Regions from separate parts of the Gadus morhua genome. Here region 2 is linked to region 1. A link is a contact called in public Hi-C data. All regions are on one chromosome and are shown on one strand. The core of a region is the stretch at or near the end of the contact, and the rest is flanking DNA. Distances in the headings are between cores, read along the strand shown. Region 1 holds the start of cdin1 (CDAN1 interacting nuclease 1). Region 2 holds the start of meis2a (Meis homeobox 2a).

Region 1 (6,192 bases), core at 974-3,473:
ATATACAAGTGCCATTAGCAGTGGCGCGGTGCCTAGCACTACAATGGAGAGTGGGGAGCAGCGGAGCAGAGATCAGCGCCTCATATTCTGCTTATCGGAGGGAGACATCCTTTGTGGAAGCGTCTCCCACTGTGAGCAGGCTTCACAGCTGGTTAGCGGCACTGCGCGTACCGCTGCCCTGTTTACACACAGGCTCTGAGGCGCTCCCCTCTAGTCTCTTTACCCCACAATCTGTCCTTTTTCTTTCTGTACCTATATCCTCGCTGCAGTGGGCCCGAACATCCACCCCCTCCTCCATCGCTCTATTCAGGTCACCTCTCTCCCATGCGCGCACGGAGATGCGCACGGAGATGCACGCACGCGCGTGCGCGCGCACACACACACACACACACACACACACACACACACACACACACACACACACACACACACACACACACACACACACACACACACACACACACACACACACACACACACACACACACACACAGTATTGCTGTGGATCACATTGGCATTTGAATGCAGACACGGCCGCTAACTCACTCATGCGGTGGTGGTGTGTGCGGGTGCATGCATGTGAGCTTGCATATAAGGTCACACGGAGATGCATACACACACACACACGCAGACACAATCCACCATCTCTGATCCCCCTCGCATTCAGAGCCATTACATTACATTACCAAACCCCTTTTCAGATTTGTATCTTTTTTATACCATACACTGATCCTTTTATACACATTACACACACACAGACAATCACAGTCCCTGCCAAACCCCCCCCACCTCCTCACCCGGCCACCCCTCCACCACTGAACCTTTGATACCTAGATGAGTGAACGGTTCCCTCTTCCCCTGACCTCAGACCTTTCAATCACACCACACTGCAGTGCCGGTCGGACCGCTGATATTATCTGGTCATACCAATCCCCCCTACACCCTGCTTATACTCCCCCCAGTACACAGTTTCCTTTTGTGGGCCGCCACGCAGCAATGGGCACCCCTGGACCCAACGAGACGACAGGGAGTGGTAGTGGGTGAATACACAACCCCAGAGCTCAGTTCATCACACACATCACACTACACTGGCCGACAACAATGGAGCTCTATTTTTCTGACACAGCACAGGGTCAGATTGAGGGTCATTTTCGTTTTCTTTTTGTTCTATGAAGTAGTCTTTTCATACATGCCGGGTTTAGACAAAGACAGTGTCATCAAATGTAGACCTACTACGTACACATATAAGTATATCAATTATATTAATTCTATTTTTTTTTTTAAAGACATTTCATTATTTACAGATCGAGTTGAATTGATTGGGAGTAAGTTCACTTTGAGCTAAGATTAGGAAATTGCATGAGGGGAATTTATTTAAAGACATTTGGTGTGTTATGGAAACCAAAATCTTACTAAGACATCAATCACCTTATCAATGTAGGGGCATGAATATATCAAGTCAGAAGACACAGGAGATAAAGACATTTACATGCCATTTTAAGTTGGTGGATATTAGAAACAGATCTTAATCTCAATGCAAGTTTAGCTACTGCATTTTAATTGAAAACACAAGACTGTATTCTTTGTAAAACATTAAAATAAATATTTCACAATTGTTCCCCAAAAAAGTTAAATAGGCTATACTTATACATTATAATATACAGCATTTGAATAAACACAGACAGACAAAAACACAGCAGATCTGATATAAAAATGGGAGGAAATTGATACTTACATGTACAGGTAATGTTCAACTGTCAAAAAATATTATGTAAGGGCAGGGACAATCAAAAAATATATGTGTTTAGGTAGCCTAATAGCATGCATATCTGAAAGGAAATAACTTTTGTTCATTTTGGTCACGGATGATAAGCTAGGCTACACGCATGGATTCAACGATATAAATGATTAACTGAATAAATACGTATAAAGATTTAAATCAAACAAGACTAACACAAATGCAGACTAAATAGCAAATAGATATATCTGCATATGAAGGCGTGCTTACACGCAAAAAAAAAAGTTTAAAAAGGAGTCCTTTCATGCTTCTTTTTTGGGCAGATTTGGTTTTCTATGTCTTTGGAAAATAAAAGGCATTATTCATGCAAACATTGAAGTCCGTGCAGCATCAAAACAGTTCCGTAGAATAGCATGGTTGATCTGGACTCCGCCCTATCTATCTCTCAAACCAATTGCCTGCCGCTATGCTTAGTTCCCCGGACTAATCGACCAACCAGAGCACTGCTCTTAGGAAACCCTGTCCTTCAACTTCCTCGCGGGAAGCTATCAGGAAACTGTTACGGATTATTTCGTGCGTCCCTGGTAAATTAAGCTTTTTACTTGTTTACATTATTTGTTTAAAATGTATCTTTATCTTCTCATAATATACCTATTTGCTATAATATCAAATAGGCTAGACGTAGCAATGTGTGCGAACTGTAACCAGAGTTATGCTATGATGTGAAGCTAGACTGCATTAGCAACCTTTCGATTGTAGGCGCAGCTGCTTTTGACAACCTAGCAATCAATCAGCTGTCATGTTGTTGTTTACCTTTAACAGACACGGAACTGCACGAAGATGAGGCTATCTCGAGCCGAACATAAAGACATAGTCCGATGCACTGAGCACCTCAGACCTACGCGTCAGTGTATGAAGATACTAAAGGATAGATTTCCAAAGTAAGTATGGAATAAAAGTACGTTTTCAAAGCAGCTGCAAGTGGCAGATTCATTCTCACTTGTGTTCCGGCGGGCTAGAGTAGAGGAGATGGAAGGGGGCTTTTATTACCATGCAACTGTTATGTAATCTTAGGGGCACACTGCATAGTGTACAAGGATGGTTTCATTAAAACAAAAAACAACACGTGTGTATTTTTTACTATATATATATATGAAACTAGTAGTAGTCTCCTAAATGTATTTTTGTCATATTTATATCGCTAAGTCTCTCGATTTTATTATTTATTGCAATTATGGCTAATATTAATAATCGTTTTTCATTGCGCTACACTTGTTTATTTTTATGTCCCACCAAAAAGTATTTAATGACCTATTTCTAAATTTCACAATGCAATTTTATACTTTATTATTTTTTTGCATTTCATCGCATTGTTCATCATGCTGTTGCCTACTGCTCCGCCAAGCAGATGCTGCACAATAAGAAATCGAAGTGCAGGGTTAATGGCTGTGTTTGTGCCTCTCCTTGACACTGAGGGCCCTCTCCTTATTGAATGGAACACGTGTAGTCCCTCAAGGCCAACCCGGACACCACAGCTGATCCTGCTGAGGTCACTTGCAAAGTCGCATGCATTCTGGGCTTCCTACTTCTATTGTGCCTTAATCACCATTTTACAAGTAGCGATCAGGTCCCCAAAGGGGGGACACAGGCTACCTGGGTCCTGCCTTTGTTCTCACTGTCAGCATTTTGCAGAAAATTGTGTGCAAAGTGTATTCAATATGCGGGACGTATAGGCACCGCTTTTCAAAGAATCCGCATAATCGGGGCAATAACTTTTCCCCTTTATGTTTGTTTATAATGCAAACTTCCTGTGGCCAATAGTAGACCTTTCCCTGAAGCTTAGGAGGCCGCTGTTGGTTGAAGAAATGATGAAAGGAAAACATTTAGAATAGATTCATTCCAATAATCCTGCATCATCAGTATCTCCTGGGGGTGCTGGCCCTGTTGTTTAGTTTTGCCGGTTATTGTTATTATTTCGTTCACCATAACCAATCTTTGGGAGGCCCCTGCTCTTTTTAAAATCCCCGAGCCTCGTCACCGGGCCTGACGGACAGGAACAGCAGCAGTGTTTTCACAGCCTGCAAAATTATTCTGGTTGTCCAATCAGCTGAGCTGGGCTGTGGAGGGTTTGTGATTGGACTGGCAGGAAATCAGGCTCTTAAGACATAACATATCGACTAGGCCATCCATCATCTCTTAGCATGCGCCGAGGCACGGCAGTCAACCAAACCCCCGGCCCCCTCCTCTCGCTCCCCTCCTCCTTCCATCCACCCACCCCCCCTGTCCAAGAGGACTGCGTGGGAGCTCTGCCCGACACTGCGTAAATATTGGCCCTGCCTGAGCTGGCGATTTGAAGGGACATAGGGTGGTGGTGGTGGTGGTGGGGAGAGTTGGTTGTGGGAAGGGGTGGAATAACAGCCTTGCTACAAAAAAATGGCTACTGGAATTTTTGGGGTAAATCTGATGAAAATGAAGAATAGACTTATATCTGGGTATTGACATTTTTTATCATCCTGATAGACTTTTTTCAGATGACGCTGGACATATTTATTCATAGGCCTATCTATCATATGGCGTCTGCTAGTGCTGAACTGAAGCTGTCCTGGTGTCAGGAAGGATGCGCCATGTTTCATGCGGTGGAGGGGACTTATCGGTTTGTCATGGTATTGCTTTTGATATACCTTTCTTAAGCATAATCACAGCCATTGTAATCATTGCTTTAATTGGATGGGACACTCAAGATGCTTTGAACCAAATGATGGTGATATGTCCTTTCAGGCTAATTTTCACAGAAGGTCTGTCAGTCTTTCTGCCATGGCCATAAGTATGAATAGTGGGAGGAGAAAAAGGGAGGATGGCATAGATAAAGAAAGAAAGAGAGGGTGTGCAATGTGTAGTCCCTCATCTGTAACGCCTGCATAACACAGATGTTGGGAGTCATCTGTCAGCCAGGCCTCTCCTGCAGGGCCCAAGCTGCTCAGAGGGGAAAAGAATTGGACACGGTGCTGTCACTTTTTACCCCCGTTTACAATGGAGGGGCATGCAAATACCCTCCCCCCCCTCCTCCCTGCCTCCCCTTTCCCTCCTCCCCACCAACCCTGCCACTTCTCTCCCTTGCCCTCTCCCCAGCAGCCATATCCCGACTAGCACCAGGCTGCTGCTTGCAGCTACAATGAGGAGCAGGCAGTCAGCGAGGTGGCGGTGGGGGCTCATTGCAGGCCGGTTGTGGGGGTGTGGGGTTTTCTGACATCACTCCCGTCAGGCCATTCTCCAGCCGTGTATTAGAATTGGAAATGACGGTCTGCTCTCTGAGGCCTCGCCTGGATTCCCTCTGGTCTGAGACGGCTGGGTCGAGGGCTGTTGGGTAGGAGAACCACATCTCTGGATCCCTCCCCACTCTTTGTCCCCAGAGAGCGTCTGTGTTAGGGGGGGGTGAGAAAGTGGGAGGGGTCGTGGAACTCCCCTGGCATCCCCCTGGTGCTATATTATGAATGAATTTGGCCGTAATGATTATTCCCCTCCTTAAAACGCCATTCAGCTCACTCCTCATTTGGCCCTTTGAACATCAGGGGAGGGGTCTGTGTATTGGCCTGTAGAATAGGGCAGATGCCTCCTTTTTTGGATGGGTTAAAACGCTTAATAGAGCGAGTGTGACGTTACACCCTCCTTTAAAGGAAATATTTTCTCTTTTTGTGTCGCATACACGCAGTGGTTCTTGGCATGGAGTCCCGCCTGGATGTTTTAAAATCGGGCCCTAATGTGCCGTTTTCATCAGAAATGAGGCGGGCTGCAATATGGTGCCGTGGTCTGCTCAGGGAATATGAATGTTAATTAAGCATGCGTTCAGCCTTTTGAAATTCTAAAGAAATGTCAGAATAATGGATGTTAAGCAAATGTCAAGCATTTGTTAATTTCTGTTATTCAGGGTCCATCTACCATGATCCGGGAAGTAAAAAGCAGAGGCCATGATTATTGCGTGTGCCATTGATATGGTGATTTCTTGGCTGCAGATACTTGGGGTTTTGATGGTAATATTCCCGCTTGTGTAAAAGCTTAGGGATGTGCTCATTGATTATTTATTGTTGCCGTGGTGTTTAACTCTGTTGTGATGCTTGGTTTAACCTAAAGAATTTCCAAATGCCCTTCTGTTCATTTCCTTACTGTAACTTGCTAGAATATTAGTCATTTACCTTTTTTTTATGATCATAAGCCCATTATTTTATAGATATACCATCTTATAAAATTTGTGCGATGAAAAACTGCCCTGATTAAGTAGTACAGATCTGAATTCTAAATGTGATTGACTCAAACATTGGATCTTATACAGTGTGGTTGATGTTTATAAAAAAAAAATAGGTTTGCTTATATTTCTGCTACTTGGAAAAGGATTTGATGTCTGGAAGTGGCAAAAAACCAACCCACAGGCAGATCCTGTCCAAAATGTGTGTGGGCAG
Region 2 (6,192 bases), core at 1,994-4,493, 170 kb after region 1:
AAATAAAGGTTTTTCTGCGCGGACCTAAAAATACACACAGAATATGAATATTAATTTACATGTGAAATCCCCAGCCTAATTATGCAATTGTGAAATATAACAATATCTACGTTATTAATTTGACTCAATGAAACAATTAACGACATATTATTTCCTATAGGCTAATTAAAAAAAACATAAATACTCTCAAATGAGTCCCATCCACTGTAACTTCCACTGTAAACCATAATCCCCCGAGCTCCTATTGAACGCACAACGCGCGTTCGAAGGTGATTTGAAGTTAACACGTTATTAAATTGACCTGTTTGGCAAAGACTGCGATGTCCTCGTTGAATGAATCTGAAGAGCAGACGTCGCCGCCCGCCACACCGGGCTCCCTCGGAGTGCAGGTCGCCAGCTCGCACTTCTCAAAAACCAGCGCGAGCAGGGGAAATAAAGGGTGACTGCAAAAAGAGAGAAGACATAGACCATCTATTTAAACCCATGCTCCCAGAAAGACTCGGCGTAGGCCTACATGCGATCTGAACCACCCCAGCGAGTGCGTGTATAAGATAACTACAAACAAACAAAACAACTCATCGAAGCTGTGATGTTCTAACGCTTTACGGCACTGCCAGTTGACACTCATTGCATGTTGTGCTGTTGTGGTTAGGACGATATTTCAGAAAGCATCTAAGAACTTTTTGTAGTCGAAATCAAAACAAGTCAGCCTACTTGAAGACAATAACAAGTTTGTTTTTTGCTTCGTGCTTTGGCTACCATATCCTTATAATAATATAGTCGTTAAGGTTGTATGAATCCCAATTAAAGAATGTAGAATGTAATTTTTATTTTTGTAGACTGAACATAAATATATTTTAATTCTATTTTAAGGGTGTCACTTGTAGTTTCATGATAAGTGCGTAAAATCCAAATCCACTAGAATGACCTGCCTAAAAACGTCTAAATTATAATTGCCATTTTTATAAAACAAATCAGCAGAGCGCAATCCCACATCCAGAAAACACTGCAATGATTCGCCGTAGGTATACAAGAGTTTCTGTTTTCTTCACCTACCCATAAATTTGATCTTTATCCCTCTTTAGAACGTCGTTGACAGCGGAGCCCATGCTAGTGGGCATAACGTTGGGATGGGGGGCATGAGCCCCGTAGTGTTGGCTGGCGTGGAGCGGGGGACCATGGTTCAAGTGATGGACCTGAGGAAGCGGCCGAGGAGCGTGCGGGTCTCCGTACATAGACGCCGGGACTCCCACTCCGTCCATCCCACCGTAGTGGGCCAGCTCATCGTACTGGAACAAAAAATCATCAAACCAAGCGTTAACCACCGCCGCACCGACTCTTGAACAAAACCGATAGAGATACACAGCTGTTGTATTAAACGTTGCTTTTACAATTTCCAAGAATATAAGAAATACACTCGTTTGCTTTTGCCTTTTACTCTAGCGATGTTGGAGAAAAATAAAGAGCATAAGCCACATTCCTCTCGCTGCGCCGTACATTGTTAAAAGTAGAAAGTAGACCTATGGCTAAAACAATCAATGCAATCCAAAAGATTTGTCATTACCAAAAACATTGTAAACTTCTTTATCGCCGAAGGAGAGTTACTTTGGCAAAACACCGAATTAGTTTGCAGTCCTCTGTGAAAGTGCTCCACGATACACGCAGAGGCAGTCGGTTAAGCAAAGGCTGTCACTTTGCTTGAAGAGTAAGGCACTGCAAAAATGTCAAATATAGGTCTACTGTCTTACGAATACTTTGTAAAGTAGCTCCCACCGACAAGAGGATAGCGATACTGAGGCCTTCCTATAATGGATTTGTATAGATAAGTGTTGGAGATTTAAAACCTACCCTTTGCGCCATCAGACTGCCCTCCAATAAACTCCTCAATGTGTCGAATATTTAATATCCCAGTACGGTTGGAAAGTGATTTAGTAGTAAGATTCCCCTTTCAAACAACTTTGCGAATTCTCCTATTCGCTAATGTGCTTCAGTTGAAGTAGTAGCATGAGGAGTTTTACAATTTTTCTTGTTTTCCTCTTTCCTCAAAAAAGAAAAAAATGCGCCAAACTGAAGGTTACAATCGGCCCATCAACAACCTGCATGTAACTAAACTGTCGTGTCTCATGGCTTTTTGCCACTCCAGCTGTCAATCAAAGCCAGAGGTTGTCAAGGTAATGAATGAATGATGGTTGGTGATGATGTTCAAGAGAAGATGAATCTTTTTAGCCCGTTTTCATCCCGCAAGTCCGCGTCCCCTTCTCTCACTCCGGATCGCTGTGTTGTTTTATTGTAAGTGTAAAAAAAAAAGAAAAATCAGAAGAAATTAAGGGATCGCAGTTGCAGATCTTTCCTCCTTTTTCCCCCCGTAGGTATTTGGTCTATCTCGCGGTCTGAGATGAGTGAGTGTCAGCGCGTGTTGGCAGGTTGGCTGCTTGCTTGCTTATAGAACAGAGTCAGTTCGCTGCGCTGATCGGTGGGCGAATGAAATGACGGATCCCGGAAGTAGTGGTGGCCATAGCCAGTCCTGCAGCAGCTCGACGAGAGAGGAGAGACCCAATCCTGTGATATGCAGAGTATGCACGACGAGGACGGCTTCAACTCTTCACGGGGGGAAAAGCCAAACAACACTTCTTCTTCTTCTTCTTCTTCCTCCTCTTCTTCTTCTTCCCCCAGCAATTCCTCTCGTCGAAAAGACTCCTGAAGTAAAACAGAAATCGCAAGATAAAGAAGTTTTTTTTTTTTTTTTAACCAGCGCGGGTGTTTAGACTGCAGCTGTTAATAATACCGAGTCGAATAAATACAGCCGAGACTAATTCACATGACATAAAAAGCACATTAAAACAGTATTAAGCATGATGATTTCCAAGTTTTACGCACGGTCAACTCGTAGCTAGAGATTAGCAGTCAAATATTCGAACTTTTATCCAGCTTACCGATTACATGCAATGAACACGGTATAAACCATGAGCATCATAAATTAAAAGTATCTGATGCATTTTGAGTTTAATTTATGAGCATGACGCTTACTTGTTATCTGTAGTGGGGTTACAGCCGGTGTGCCTGCAATAGGCTATCTACAGCAATACCTTCCAATCTCACAGATAATTATGCTATATGGCCCGTTAAGGAAATTAAACAATACGGACCACCCCTCTAAGCCTAGAATGAACTTTTCCAGGCAGAGAAAGCTTTTGTGGAGAAGTAATTTTGTGTTTTTCTTTCCTCCAATCCCCTGTCTTGATAGAAATCGTGCCTTACCTCGGAGTAGTCAATTATCAAAGCTCCCCAAGACCATCAATCATGTGAGGAGATTGAAGTTTAGAGGAGGAGCAACGCTCCGGCCATTGATTCCACTGAAGCCCTATTTTCCCCCTCAGCTCTTAGGAACAACACAGGAGCAGGCCATTTATCCCCTTTAATATTTAACTTCATCAACGATAGTGTGCCCTGTGCGTAGATGACATCATCGGGCGTATTGATAGGTTTTCACATACAGGCATCCTCTTATGGCTATCCTTGATTTTTTTTTTGGTGGAAAGTCGACCAAAGTACTCCAAGGTTTATGATGAGCCAGACACATGTACGGAGAGGGAGAGAAAAAACAGGGTTGTTTGGATGCCGTCGGAGGGTCAACAAACTCCCCCCAACTCACAACAACAACAACCAAAAAAAAGCCATATGGTTTATCGAGCCGCACAACAGAAATAGCAATTAAAAAGATTTAATAAATGAAGCAGTGACAACGCTTATGTTTGCTGGCATAAGGGGTGGGAAGACGCCCGGCACACGAGCAAAAAAAGCAGGACTGCAGGGTTGACAAACGGCTGTGTGGACATTTGGTGCGTGCAATACCCCAAGAAGGAACTACAGCGCGGCGCGCACAGCCCCGTGGCGATCACCGTCTCCAGGTCTCTCTCCTCAGCACTCTGCGCTCTGACCGCCGAGCCGCTCTGTAAACACAACCAGCAGCCAGCAGTGTGTGTCTGCTGCCGAAGACTGCTCCTGCTATTTTTATAAGCTAAATACTATCGTTCACATTGATTTGTGCACTAACGGTTTGACGCTTGTTCTTTTCCTCCTCGGGACCAGCGGTGAGTAGCCAAAGCCCTTTTACTGTAGTATAGCGTAACCATTGTGATGGGGGGGTGGGGGGGAGTGGGGGTTATAAGTGAGTTCCGCGTGATTGGGTGTCCTTGACTGCGCTGTGTAATGGGAAGTTTTGTAATTGTTTTATTAAATTGAACTGTGTTATTGGGGTGTTCAGGTTTTAGTCAGTGTTTTTGTGTGTAAAATGTAGTTTCCGCGAAATATATTGAAATGTTTGAGCGAAAATAAAAAAAATAAAACATTAATCATGAAAAAATGCTACATCGTTTCGCTTTTATTTTGAAAACATGTAATTATCCCCCAAAAGGACGGATGCAAACAGTCAAGAGAGCGTGCGAAAATTGCAACGCTTAATTATGCGTAACCGATGCTTGCTTCTCCAGAAACGTATTATGTGCCCTTAAACACCCATCAAGAAATTGGACGGGTTGCATTATTAAAAGTTTTTACTTTTGCTAAAACGTGTGGTCAATTACCGGAAACAACAGCCTATGACCAATGCGCGTAAATATATTGCAAAAGGGCATTACATCGAGCCTAAAAAGTGTATACGTAGTGTGTTGTCCATGTAGCCTACAACGCCTTTTTAATGTGTTCTTCTAACTTGTAGGCTATTTAACACTTTTTTTTACTCCCAATGAAAAAATAGCCTACAATATTCAAGTTGGTATTAATTAAGACGTCTAATAAATTAGGCATACAATAGATAACTGTCAAAAAAAATCCCCAGTTCTGTATTATAGAGGAAAGTCTACTACATTAGCCTACTATATTACTATATTCACAATGGTCTGTTTTACAATGCGATTGTATACGAATGGGAGGGAGAAAGAAATCAGTGTAACTCCGCGCGTAACTGAGTCAACGTGTAGATCATTCACCACTACGGAGGATGGCATTAACAGGCGGTAAAATTTCATCTGGTGGTGTCAAATTGAGGTCATTTTAGGGTTAAAGCGCTCGGTGTCCGCGCGGGACAAGGCCAGCTGCGTTTGGATTCATTAGGGGACAGGGGATCCATTTCAAGGAAAACACTACGGAGACAAGCACGAGGCTAAAGATCCTCTCCATGTCATCCTTAAGGTGCATATTAAGAAGCCCCACTGTATAATCCAACAACACCCCCCCAAAAAAACTTCAATTTTCTAAGTCAACCCTCTATGTTGACACACTCGCAGGACTTATCTTGGCCCTTGTTGCCCTGAGGTTTGCCTCTCTCTCTATGCAAGCCTGTTGCCCGATATGGAGAGTTGTATTGTTGGTTTAATTCCTTCAAAAAGATCACTGATATGAAACGAGTTTTAAATCCTCTTAGTGACCTTAAACACTCTTGGGGAAACAATTGTCCATGAACCACGGGGACAAATAAAATCGACTTAATCTCGTTTGTAACTTTGTTCTTTCGCTGGCCCTTCACCGGTAGGCTATTTTAGATTATGTAAATGAACACGACTATGTGGAGAGCCTCGGTTAGATCTAGATCACAGGCGAGGTAAGCATACTAAAGGAAACTAGCATTCTTTGCTTTGCGTTAGGGGTGTGCCGATTTAAATATAAGAAGTAGAGTAAGCTACTGCATTTGGGTTAAAGCCGTATAGGCCTGTAATTTCAGTGCTCAGAAGAACTGTAGCTTATGTATAGTCAACAGTTACTATTCCATTATCAAAATGTAACCTACATGGGATGAAAGTGGTAGGCCTACATATAAATCATTATTTATATTAGGTCATTTTTATATTTGTATGTTGCCTCTATGTTTTCCTCTTATTGAAAGGCGAGGATTTCAGCCACCTGAACTCTCTTTGACCTCCGACTGAAATGTGACTAGCGTTTCAGAAAGTTGGAGTGAGCAACTCAAATACTTACAAAAGTTTCACGACTAACTGTAAATTCTTCAGCTCCAAAGCCTTATTTTCCCCTCCACCGATTCTCGGAGACTGGTGTCAGAGGGTTAGTCAGGGAGGGGTGGGAGGGAGAACGGAGGGAACAGAAAACTGTAACTGGCTTTCTCCTTGGTGCTATCGGCTATTGGAAGACTTTGCAGAGGCACCATCATATGCGCGGCCTTCCAGCGACACCTGGCGG

Evidence for each region. A called contact is a pair of places that touch in the nucleus more often than the background predicts.
Region 2: a contact with region 1 is called in a Hi-C map of heart, with 5 times the contacts expected there. The contact joins the promoter of meis2a here to the promoter of cdin1 in region 1. A contact is called at or near these places in 2 of 6 Hi-C or Micro-C datasets (gill and heart).

Annotation. Positions count from the first base shown.
Region 1 is chr5:15,912,313-15,918,504 of gadMor3.0, forward strand. cdin1 (CDAN1 interacting nuclease 1) reads left to right here and starts at 2,224. Exons shown (of 12, transcript XM_030356754.1): 1 at 2,224-2,322; 2 at 2,561-2,679. The coding sequence starts at 2,579.
Region 2 is chr5:16,084,728-16,090,919 of gadMor3.0, forward strand. It overlaps meis2a (Meis homeobox 2a), which reads right to left and starts at 3,244. Exons shown (of 11, transcript XM_030356219.1): 1 at 3,028-3,244; 2 at 1,849-2,697; 3 at 1,057-1,289; 4 at 302-443; 5 at 1-24. The coding sequence starts at 1,860.